Regions from separate parts of the Mus musculus genome. Here regions 2 and 3 are each linked to region 1. The links are chromatin contacts, called in public Hi-C maps. All regions are on one chromosome and are shown on one strand. Each heading gives the region's core, a stretch centred on a gene start, on an enhancer-like site or on the middle of the called end of the contact. The rest is flanking DNA. Distances are from core to core; before and after follow the strand shown. Region 1 has its middle 47 kb from the start of Gm34637. Region 2 has its middle 23 kb from the start of Gm40271. Region 3 has its middle 37 kb from the start of Gm35208.

The links. A called contact is a pair of places that touch in the nucleus more often than the background predicts.
Region 2: a Hi-C map of the N1E-115 cell line shows a contact between it and region 1, with 6 times the contacts expected there. The contact joins two enhancer-like sites. A contact is called at or near these places in 6 of 484 Hi-C or Micro-C datasets (the N1E-115 cell line, embryonic stem cells, extraembryonic endoderm stem cells and 2 more) and 2 of 115 datasets of contacts at active chromatin or transcription factors (large pre-B cells and oligodendrocyte precursor cells).
Region 3: a Hi-C map of the N1E-115 cell line shows a contact between it and region 1, with 4 times the contacts expected there. The contact joins two enhancer-like sites. A contact is called at or near these places in 1 of 15 datasets of contacts at CTCF or cohesin (embryonic stem cells), 28 of 484 Hi-C or Micro-C datasets (the N1E-115 cell line, differentiating embryonic stem cells, embryonic stem cells and 3 more) and 4 of 115 datasets of contacts at active chromatin or transcription factors (all in embryonic stem cells).

Annotation. Positions count from the first base shown.
Region 1 is chr12:12,621,363-12,624,606 of GRCm38.p6, reverse strand. No RefSeq gene overlaps it. Among named protein-coding and RNA genes, the nearest start is that of Gm34637, 47 kb to the left of the region's middle. Within about 2 kb of position 1,481, at least 34 of the 459 cell types and tissues checked have an H3K27ac peak or open chromatin away from gene starts, as enhancers often do. A contact at or near this core is called in the N1E-115 cell line, where this site is marked.
Region 2 is chr12:12,884,282-12,887,582 of GRCm38.p6, reverse strand. No RefSeq gene overlaps it. Among named protein-coding and RNA genes, the nearest start is that of Gm40271, 23 kb to the left of the region's middle. Within about 2 kb of position 1,507, at least 9 of the 459 cell types and tissues checked have an H3K27ac peak or open chromatin away from gene starts, as enhancers often do. A contact at or near this core is called in the N1E-115 cell line, where this site is marked.
Region 3 is chr12:13,022,478-13,025,446 of GRCm38.p6, reverse strand. No RefSeq gene overlaps it. Among named protein-coding and RNA genes, the nearest start is that of Gm35208, 37 kb to the right of the region's middle. Within about 2 kb of position 1,571, at least 9 of the 459 cell types and tissues checked have an H3K27ac peak or open chromatin away from gene starts, as enhancers often do. A contact at or near this core is called in the N1E-115 cell line, where this site is marked.

The DNA of each region.
Region 1 (3,244 bases), core at 232-2,731:
TCCTGCTCCTGTGGACCCTGAATGAAAGTCAGTGGTTGAAAAGAGCACGTGAACTGGCTGAGTGGGGAGGCAGCCACTGAAGGCTCCCTGTGGCATACCAGCCTCTGGGAAAGCCGGGCTGTCTGACCTGGTGTTTTGGCAGTCACGTCACTTGCTTCAGGTCTCAGTGTATGTATGTGTGTGCACTTGAGTGTGCAGGTGTCTGCGGGTGTTTGCTGCTGTAGCGAAGGGCTTGGTGGAGGGAGTGACAATCTTGTCATTCTGTTTTTCTAACTCTGTAGGATAAAGCCTGTCCTCTAAGTTTAGTCCTTTGCCTGGCACCTGTCACGCATGGGCATGTGTGCACATGTTTGTGTACTGTGTGTTTGTGTGTGTGTGTACTATGTGTGTGTGTATTGTGTGTTTATGTGTGTGTATGTGACTGTGTATGTATGTGTGTGTGTGCATAGAAGTCAGAGAACACTTGGCTGTGGTTTCTCAGGTACTAACTATCCACCTTGTTTTTAAGACATGGCCTCTCAGTACCCAACACTGGCCATCCAGGCCGGGCTGACTGGTGAGCCCCGGAGATCCATTTCCCCCGGGTTCGGATCAGGTATGCCTCCCAAGTCAGTCGTCCTTTTTACTTGGGTACTGAGTAAACTCCGGTCCTTGCTGCAAACCCTTTACTGAATGAAGCATCTCCAAGAGCCCAACCTGTAGCCTTTCACTCTGCCTTCCCATGGCCTTGTCACTGAAGCTTCTTGTCCTGAGAGCAGGGACTTGTATCCACTGTGCTCTGCTCACTCCCAGTCCACATGTGTGAGACTCCCTGGGAAAATGCGCCTCACAGTGAAGCCAGGGAGGAAAAAAGAGTTGGTCCTGTCTGATGTCTCACTGCCTTCCTACACTGTACTGGACATGCCAGTCTAGATAGTCTCAGATAGGATTCTAGGAGGGAGATATTTCCCTCCCATTCTGATGCAGTCATCAAGGCTCAGAGATGAGCTGTGAATAGCCAGTAGCACAGTGGTCACCAGGAGGGGAACCCAGGGCTTTTATTTTATTTTTCTGTCATGAATTCTGAGGCATGACTATCATGCTTCCAAGACCACTGACAACGGTCCCTTCTTCAGGCAGGTTCCCCACGTGGGAAGCTTGTTCCTTCTCTTTGGATCCTCAGTGTTTGAGGCCGACCTTCTCTGTGACAAGGCCACTCTCATTCTCACTCTCTTATTTCAATTTTACCCAGAGCTGGTGTAGGACATGAGGAGTTGAAAGAATGAGTTCTACACCGTGGTCTGTGCAAATGTAGAAAGCATTCTTCTTTCTCGGGGCTTGTGTTTCCCAGTTAGTGATATAGGCTTAGTCTAGAATGCTACTGTAGGGCCTCTCCAGCTCTGCATTGCATTCTTAAACATTCTTTTCTGAAATCCTAGCCTGTCTTGCAGCAGCTTCATCCCTCTGGCTAGCCTGTCTTAAAGCACAGCGCCACCTTCTGGAGATGAGCTTACTATGGAGTCACAACTTGTCCCCTCACCAGCACTCCCAACCCTCCTCATACACACACACACACACACACACACACACACACACACACACACACACACCCTTTGGCCTAGCGTCTGGCTCTGGATCCTCCCTTCCCTGAATGCCAGGCTGGAAACCTAATCAGTAGTCCCTGTCTGTCGGCTGTGGGCACCGCTCTTCAAACTTGCTAGGCAGCTCCAGTGGGGAGCCATGGCTTTCTTTCATCCAGAGGTTCTGATGCCTTTCCAAAAGCTAAGAGCTGGGGCCACTGTAAGCACACTTGAGTCCCGAGGCAGCTAAAATATGTAAGGGATGTGTTCCTTTGGAAAGCAGAGGCAGAAACAGCTAGGGTCCCCTGCCCCCACATACTTCCCTTTTTGTTTTTGTTTGAGGGATAGAAATCATCATCAGAAAAGTAACCAAGGAGGTCCCCAGATATTCTCAGATTCAGTGACATATTTTTTATTTTATGTTCTCAGTTGGAAAAAAAAAAACAGTCAAGAAAAAAGACATAGAAGGGGTGTGTTTGGAGTTGTCTCTGGGCACCTGGCCTTTGTTCATTTGGTGTCTGTCTTAAGCACATACAAGGGGCTACTCTTATGCTGTCATACCTAGATGGACTGAGGACTCAGTTGCCACAGGCTTTTGTCCCAGGGGCTGTCTGCTAATTACCTGTGGGATGAAGTTCAGACTTGTCTTTTTGTTGGAGAAACTCAATTGCCTCCAACGAGATAGGCTATGTGTGGCTTTAAGAACCCGGAAGTACACCCAGCATCTATCTGTCTGGGGACATTAGCTGAATAAAGTCTAGACATGACAGGTAAGAAGGAGCTCTGGTCTCAGAATTACCATGCACGCCCTGCTTTCTGTGCTTGTAAGCATCTTCCCTCTGCTGTCTGGAGCACCTTGCTCTACAAGGGGAGAGTAGATACAGATTTCTAAACTCTCCAGTTCATGGTTCTAGGAGTTAGTTGCCTGCTGAGTTTTCATCCCGACTCTGCCTCTTAGCATTAGACGTTAGGTTAGAACAGGGGCAGGGAGGTGCACGGGTCTATTGCTCTGCCTGAGCTTCTGGGTTCTACCTGCTTGCAGGGTTCTTCAGGGGCAGGGGCAGGAAGACCTATTTGGGTTGTGCATGGTTCCATGCTTAGAGTCACCAATGACCGTCACTGAGGTTCCCGTCCTAGCTAAACTACAGGAGTTGAGAACAGTTTTGGAGGAAAATGTAAATAGTTCCAAACGATGCACTTGCTTGCTTCCGTTCAGTCTGGTGGTCCTGCGCAGAAACACCCGTGTGCCTAGGTGCTAAATGAAAAGGCCCACAGGGAGGAAGTCCAGAAGGGTGCTACTCTGCTGCCGGCACCCAGCCCTGTGGCAGTTGGCGGGAGCTGTTGGTAAATCGCTTGGAATCCTGTGGGTACCTTGCCATGTTCATTGAAGATATTAACACCTTTTGTCTAGAGCCAGAAGCCGGCAGTTCAGGCACCTGGTGCTAGACTTAGCTTGTCCAGTGGAGAAATTAACATCATAAAACTCAGTTAACAGAGATGCCGTGGGTTTAATTAGTTCCTTAACAATTAAAGAAGAATTATGAGAGCTCGGGTTTGAGCTCTTCAGCTTCGAGAGCAATTCGGATGGAGTGGATGGCGCTGGTTGATGTCTCCCCTGAAATTCTTGCTTGACAACGTGATTTGGGGAATTATTTATGTTGCCCTGCTTCCAGGCGAATACATAC
Region 2 (3,301 bases), core at 258-2,757, 260 kb before region 1:
GTCATGTTACCATGTGTCTTAGTCAGGGTTTCTATTCTTGCACAAACATCATGACCAAGAAGCAAGTTGGGGAGGAAAGGGTTTATTTAGCTTACACTTTCCACATTGTTGTTCATCACCAAAGGAAGTCAGGACTGGAACTCAGGCAAGTCAGGAAGCAGGAGCTGATGCAGAGGCCATGGAGGGATGTTCTTTACTGGCTTGCTTCCCCTGGCTTGCTCAGCTTGCTTTCTTATAGAACCTAAGACTACCAGCCCAGAGATGGGCACCACCCACAAGGGGCCTTTCCCCCTTGATCACTAATTGAGAAAATGCCTTACAGCTGGATCTCCTGGAGACACTTCCCCAACTAGAGCTCCTATCTCTGTGATAACTCTAGCTTGTGTCAAGTTGACACAAAACCAGCCAGAACACCATGTCAGTGGCCATCCTGGTGATGGGCTACACTGGTCAACTTTTATTTATCAGATGGTAGCAAAAAAAAAACAAAATAAAACCAAAAACTAAACTAAAATAAAACAAAAACAAAACCTTACCAAACAACAACAACAACAACAAAAACCCACCAACAACAAAAAAGCAAAAACTGTGGGCATTTCCAGTCATCCTGGAGCCTGGGAAGAAAGCTAGGATTAAATGTTCTCTTTTCCGGTGCAGCCACTAGGTTGCTGAAAGAGTCTGGCATGTGACTGAAGCAAAATGACAAGCACCGCTGTCATTTGACCTCTGGGGAACCAGGCAGTCATCTAGGACTTGAAATGTGGGATACAAATGAGTGTCTGGTACTCTTTGGCTTCTGGAAAATGGCTTTCATTTTCCGAGGTGATTACAGTAAATTACACCTGGAAGAGAGAGCCCAGAATGACGGCTCCAAGTGCTATGGACTAATGGAAGAGTCCTCCAAATGTGTGTGTCATCAAAGTGGAGGAGAGCAATCGAGTCAGCGAAGAGGGGACGTAATAGATTAATTAGAAACAGAAGCTAGCCTAACCCCACCCCTTTTATGTCAGTTTTTGAGTCTGACGTTTACGAATCATATAGAACTATCGTTAGCACGCTCCCTGCCCAAGTCTCTAAAACTGAATAGATTATCCTCATACATGCTCCCTAGCTTCTTAATGATGATGGCAAGCTTTCTTCAGTTACAGTGTACGTGCAGCGAGCGGGGTGAAGCTAAGGTAAGGAGAGGACAGAGCAATTAATTGCTCCTTTCCTAAGAGAGGGCATGGCGTAGGCCTGGCTTCCCAGGAGAAAATTAGAGAAGAGAGACTTTGTAAGAGCCTCCACAAGAGGAACATTTTCTGAATTCTATTCTTCACCTTGGGAGTCCAGAAAGGAGCCAGGAAACTGATAGGTGGGCTGTATATAGTTCAGAGAAGGAAAAGGTTCGATGAATAGGCTTATTTAACCCGAAGCAGGTCAGCCCGAGAGGTCATCTAATCTCAGCAGTGCAGGATATGAGGGCCCTCGATCAGGGAAGAGATGGCCTTTGTTTTCTTCCCCAAGAGGACGACGGGCAGAGCAGGAAGGAAATGCAGGAGGTAAGCCATTCCTGCGAGACTGGATGGCATCTGCAGGGCCGAGGGAAGGACGCCACGTAGGAACGTCCCAAGTCTCATCCATTTCTTCAGCCCCGTGCTGTACTTTGAGACAGTAGCTTTCCTCAGGCCGGCAGCTTGCCAATTAGTCTAGGTGGGCTGTCTAGTGAACCCCAGGGGTTTGCACCCCAGTGCTGGGATTAGGCATAGCACTAATCCTGGCCTTTTTACATAGGTTTTAGGTTACAAATTCAGCTCCTCACACTAGGCAAGTGCTCTACCAGTGAGCTATGCCTCATCTTGCAGCAAGTGTTTCTAGGACTGAGCCTTTGGTTAAAACAAATTACGCTTTGTTACTTTTCTTGTCATGTGACTAAAATGTCCCATAGAGATAAATTAAGGAAGGACAGATATATTTCAAAAAATTTAAAGCTGGGTGGTAGTGACACATGCCTTTAACCCAAGCACTGGGGAGGCGGAGGCAGGCTGATCTCTGAGTTTAAGATCAGTCTGATCTACAGGTGAGTTCCAGGACTACACAGGGAATCCCTGTCTCAAAAAAACCCAAAAATCAAAAACCAAAAACCAAAACCAAACCAAACCAAACCAAACAAAACCCAAACAGTCATGTCAGAGTTGAAGCATGGTGATGGAAGGGGTCTACTTGTGGAGGTAGCATGAAGTTGCAACTTGGTTAGTGCTGCGAGTCCGGAAGCAAGTGAGCTCAGGCTGGAACCAGGGCTGGGTCTAACCTTTAAAAACTCACCCTGCAACAATTCACTTTCATCAGCCAAAACCCACATTCTGAAGGCTCAAAAGATGAGCCTGTCTAGGACAGTGCAGATTCAACGACTTCTTGGAGCTTTACTGGGTGGGAACTGGTATACAGGTAGGGGACTTTTAGCAGAAGGACTCTCACACAGGTCTTCAGCTTACAGATCTATCCTGATTTCCTGCACTATATCCTGGAGGGGACACAGACTTGGAATTAGGCTAGACCTAAGGTCAAAGGGAAATCTTCAGTTACCTTTTTTTAAATTACAACAAAAATCAAAATAACACCTCTTGGTTTCTCAGGGTATTGTGAGGAGGAGTAGGATATGAAACTTCTGGGTCTGAGATTTGATGCATAGTGAATGCTCCAAGATGATTTTTCCTTCCTTTCCCTCTTCCTTGGCTTTACTTTTTATTCATTTGGAAATCACCTTTCTATATGGGGTCGATAAAGCAAACTCTCTCTTATGGGAAATACTGGGGAAATCCATGACCTACTCAAAGCCAGGAAGTATGAATAATTTGGATGGTCAGAGGACTAAGCATGTTCACAAATGTCTGTGATGTGCAGAGCAGGTGATAATGTGCTTATAGGACCCGGCTCCCATGCAGTAACAGAAGTGTAGAAACTGTCTCGTCTGACCTCTTATGATCTGAGTTGTCACCCAGAGAGACAGACTGATTTATTCAGGATCATGGCTGGCTCTGTTCATTCTCTCCATCTACACACACACACACACACACACACACACAGAAATTTCTATTTTCCCAAAACATGACATCTGGCTAGGAATCACATTGCCACAATGCAGCCCATTCTTTCCCATTTCTTTATGGGAGTCTCTTCTGAAGTGTTTGTACTGCCACTTTGCCCTGTGGACTTACTCAAAAGAAAGGAATTGTGACAAGTAGACAGGTCAGACACTTGGGGTCACATAGCCAACCCAACTGTTGGGAGCAGATTTAGGCAGGGCTTCAAAATGCCCCTT
Region 3 (2,969 bases), core at 322-2,821, 400 kb before region 1:
ATCAGAGGGTCTACCATCTGCAGAATGACACGGGAATTCGTATTTCTTGGGTTCCCATACAGAAGCTCACTTGTACCTTATGTTTAGAGGTGGGGAACCTACGGCCAGAGGTGGGGAGTGACTCCCCAGACCTGCAGTGAGGCTCCATCTTAAAGCTTGATGCCAACTCTCAATATTCTGGCCCCAGTCTCCTGTAGTAAATAAAATAAGACGATTACTCGCTGAGTGGTCAGCATGTGGGAGACTTTCAAGTTGAAACTCTGAAGGCCCAGGGGAACTCCAACATCATATACTTGCGGTTTTTGTTTGTTTGTGTTTTGATGGTGTTGGAGAGTAAAGTTATGCCTTGTGCATGCTGGGCAAGCTCCCCGCCACTGAGCTGCAGCCCGGCTTATTTTTGCTTTTAACTCTGGGACAAGGCCTTACTGAGTTATCCAGCCTGGGCTTGACCTAATTCTAGAACCTGGGCAAATTCAGAATTTTCTATCCTCCTGCCTCAGCCTTCTGAGTAACTGGTTTTATTGGTCTTGCTGGGATTAGGGGTCTTTACCACAAGGCCAGGTTAAAAATACATCCTCAAATAGGAATTTAACTATGGCAGCACCTGAGCTTCACTCAGCTTTTAATCAGCCCCAAGCAGGCTGAGGGACCTCCTGAACCTAATACTGGGTCTGAGTCCCTGCTCTGTGTACACCTCCAGGTCTCAGTACCTCAGGTGGACTGGATGGGGGGAGGGGTCCTGCCAATGAGCACCCTGCAGCATCACCTAGGAGCACTGCCTCTCTGCTCCTGTTTCCATGGAAACACCTCAGGACCCATTGATCAGCTCTTGTTCGGGGCTTTCATTAGCTTGAGCGATAGAATAAGTTTTGATTCAAACATGACACTTTTTTAACGCAGTGAAAAACTCGTTTTGTATAAAACCCCATTATGTGGAACAGACACGCAGGTTGATGGCCAATTTAGTTAATAGAGCTTTGCAGCTGACACTGAATTAAATCTGCAGGAAGCAGCTTCAGTTTGCCCTAGAAGAGTCACGTGTAAATTTGCAGCAGGCTGGAGGCGCCGAGGGGAGGCTCCCAACCTGACCTTCTCTATTCAGCACTGCCACCCTCTTGTCCCAAGATCAAAATGTGCAGGTGCTATCCTGTCAGGCTCTCTGGATCCCTAGGATGACATCTGAGGTCTTTAAGTGAAGGAGGAATATTCTTGCCAGGAAGGTCACTTTGTCCTGTCTCTTCCCTCCTCCACCACTACCCATCCTCCTGTTTTCCATCACACATTACTTCTGTCCTTGTAGGACACCGCTTTTCTGGTCTCCTGTACTTACACATGAAGAGCACCAACCTTCAACCCATCTGCCTGACAAAACCCTTTAACCTTGAAGGATGTGATCCTTCTCTTGTTGTCTTTCTATGATTCCCTCCTTGAGCCTCTCTGGCACACAGCCCCGGTCCTATATTAAAAGCCATTTCAGATGGCACTAAATAGTGTGCACATAACCACCTCCTTAGTTTTCATTGTCTCCAGTCACTGCTGGCTCTCTCTGAAACTGCCCCCTTCTCTGTAAATTTAGAACGATGACACCCACTGAGAAACTGGACTGGTGCACACAAGAGGACTGCTTCTCAGCAGTGTGGTACAAGGCCCTGCCACTTTTCAGCTGTGTGGTTCAGTTTCTTCATTTCTCTTTCCTTCTTCTCACCTGCACAATGCAGGTTATAAGAACACAGTCATCTATTGGCATCCCCAGGAAACTGGCTCCAGGGCACCAAAATCCATAGGGGCTGAAGTGTCTTATTCAAACAATATGGCATTTATATACAGCCCAAGGACACTATCTATACATCCTACAAACAATGTCATAATTACTTCTGATTCCAAATACAATGTATATGTTAATATGGTAACTAGCTGCTATGCTGTATCATTTAGGGAGAAGCATCAAGAATGGAAGGCAGTGAATGTTAAAATATTGAGCCATTGTAGAAAAATATCTTCTAATTGAATGCATGAATATGAAACGTGAGGAAAAGAGGACCCCTACTCGCTGTGGTGGTTCTCTGAAAAGAATGGAGGTGTTCTTGTGTTTGTGGAAATGACTTCAAGTTGGTAGAAAGCTGTCATTTGCTCTTGAAGCAATATTTCCACTGCCAGCCCCTCACTCTGGATAATAATATCCTTCATACTATTGTCCATAAGACTATGAGTGCAGCTATACAGAGACTTTCAGGGCCCTGGGTGAGTCTCATGCCGTCCTGGGAGGGACACACATGCACATACATGTCCTTTCTTCTCAAGGTCAGGATGGGTGTGTACTATAAGGACCTTTGGTTAGGTCCAGTGCCAGTGAACAGGCTCAAAGATATGCTGGCCTCTTCTGGTAGAAGCTTAGTCAGCTCCATCTCCCCCTTCCACATGCTTTGAGGACATATGTCAGTACCCCAGTGTACATTATAGGACATTTGTAGCTCCTTTTATCTATCCATCTCTCAAGCATCCTTGGATAAATGACTGTCCATCTTCCTTCCAACTTCTGTGTCTTCTCCTATAGCCGTATACTGGTGTGGGGGCTAGAGATCAACACAGATCTGCTTCACACAAGAGTGCATGACAGCTGCCTACATCATAAGTGGAGGGGTCAGGGTCCAGCGTGAAGGGTGTCTTATTTAGGAATCGACATTCTCCGCTATAAGAAACATGGCCAGAGAGTAAAGGAGCCCCTTAAACAGGTGGTCACCATGGCACATATAGTCTCCATGCCCTATCCAGACTGAAGAAACCAGTCCCCAGAAGCCAGAGTGTTTAAAGGACTTACAGCACAATGAGGACACCACATGCACTGTGACTGATGCTTTCCCAGAGCAACTTCTGTGCAATGTCTAGGGAAGACCCAACCCCATGTCTGAACCCAGAGCAAGGCTAGACTGAAGTCTCTGCTGTGGCTTCATCCCAACGCAGCTCCCCAG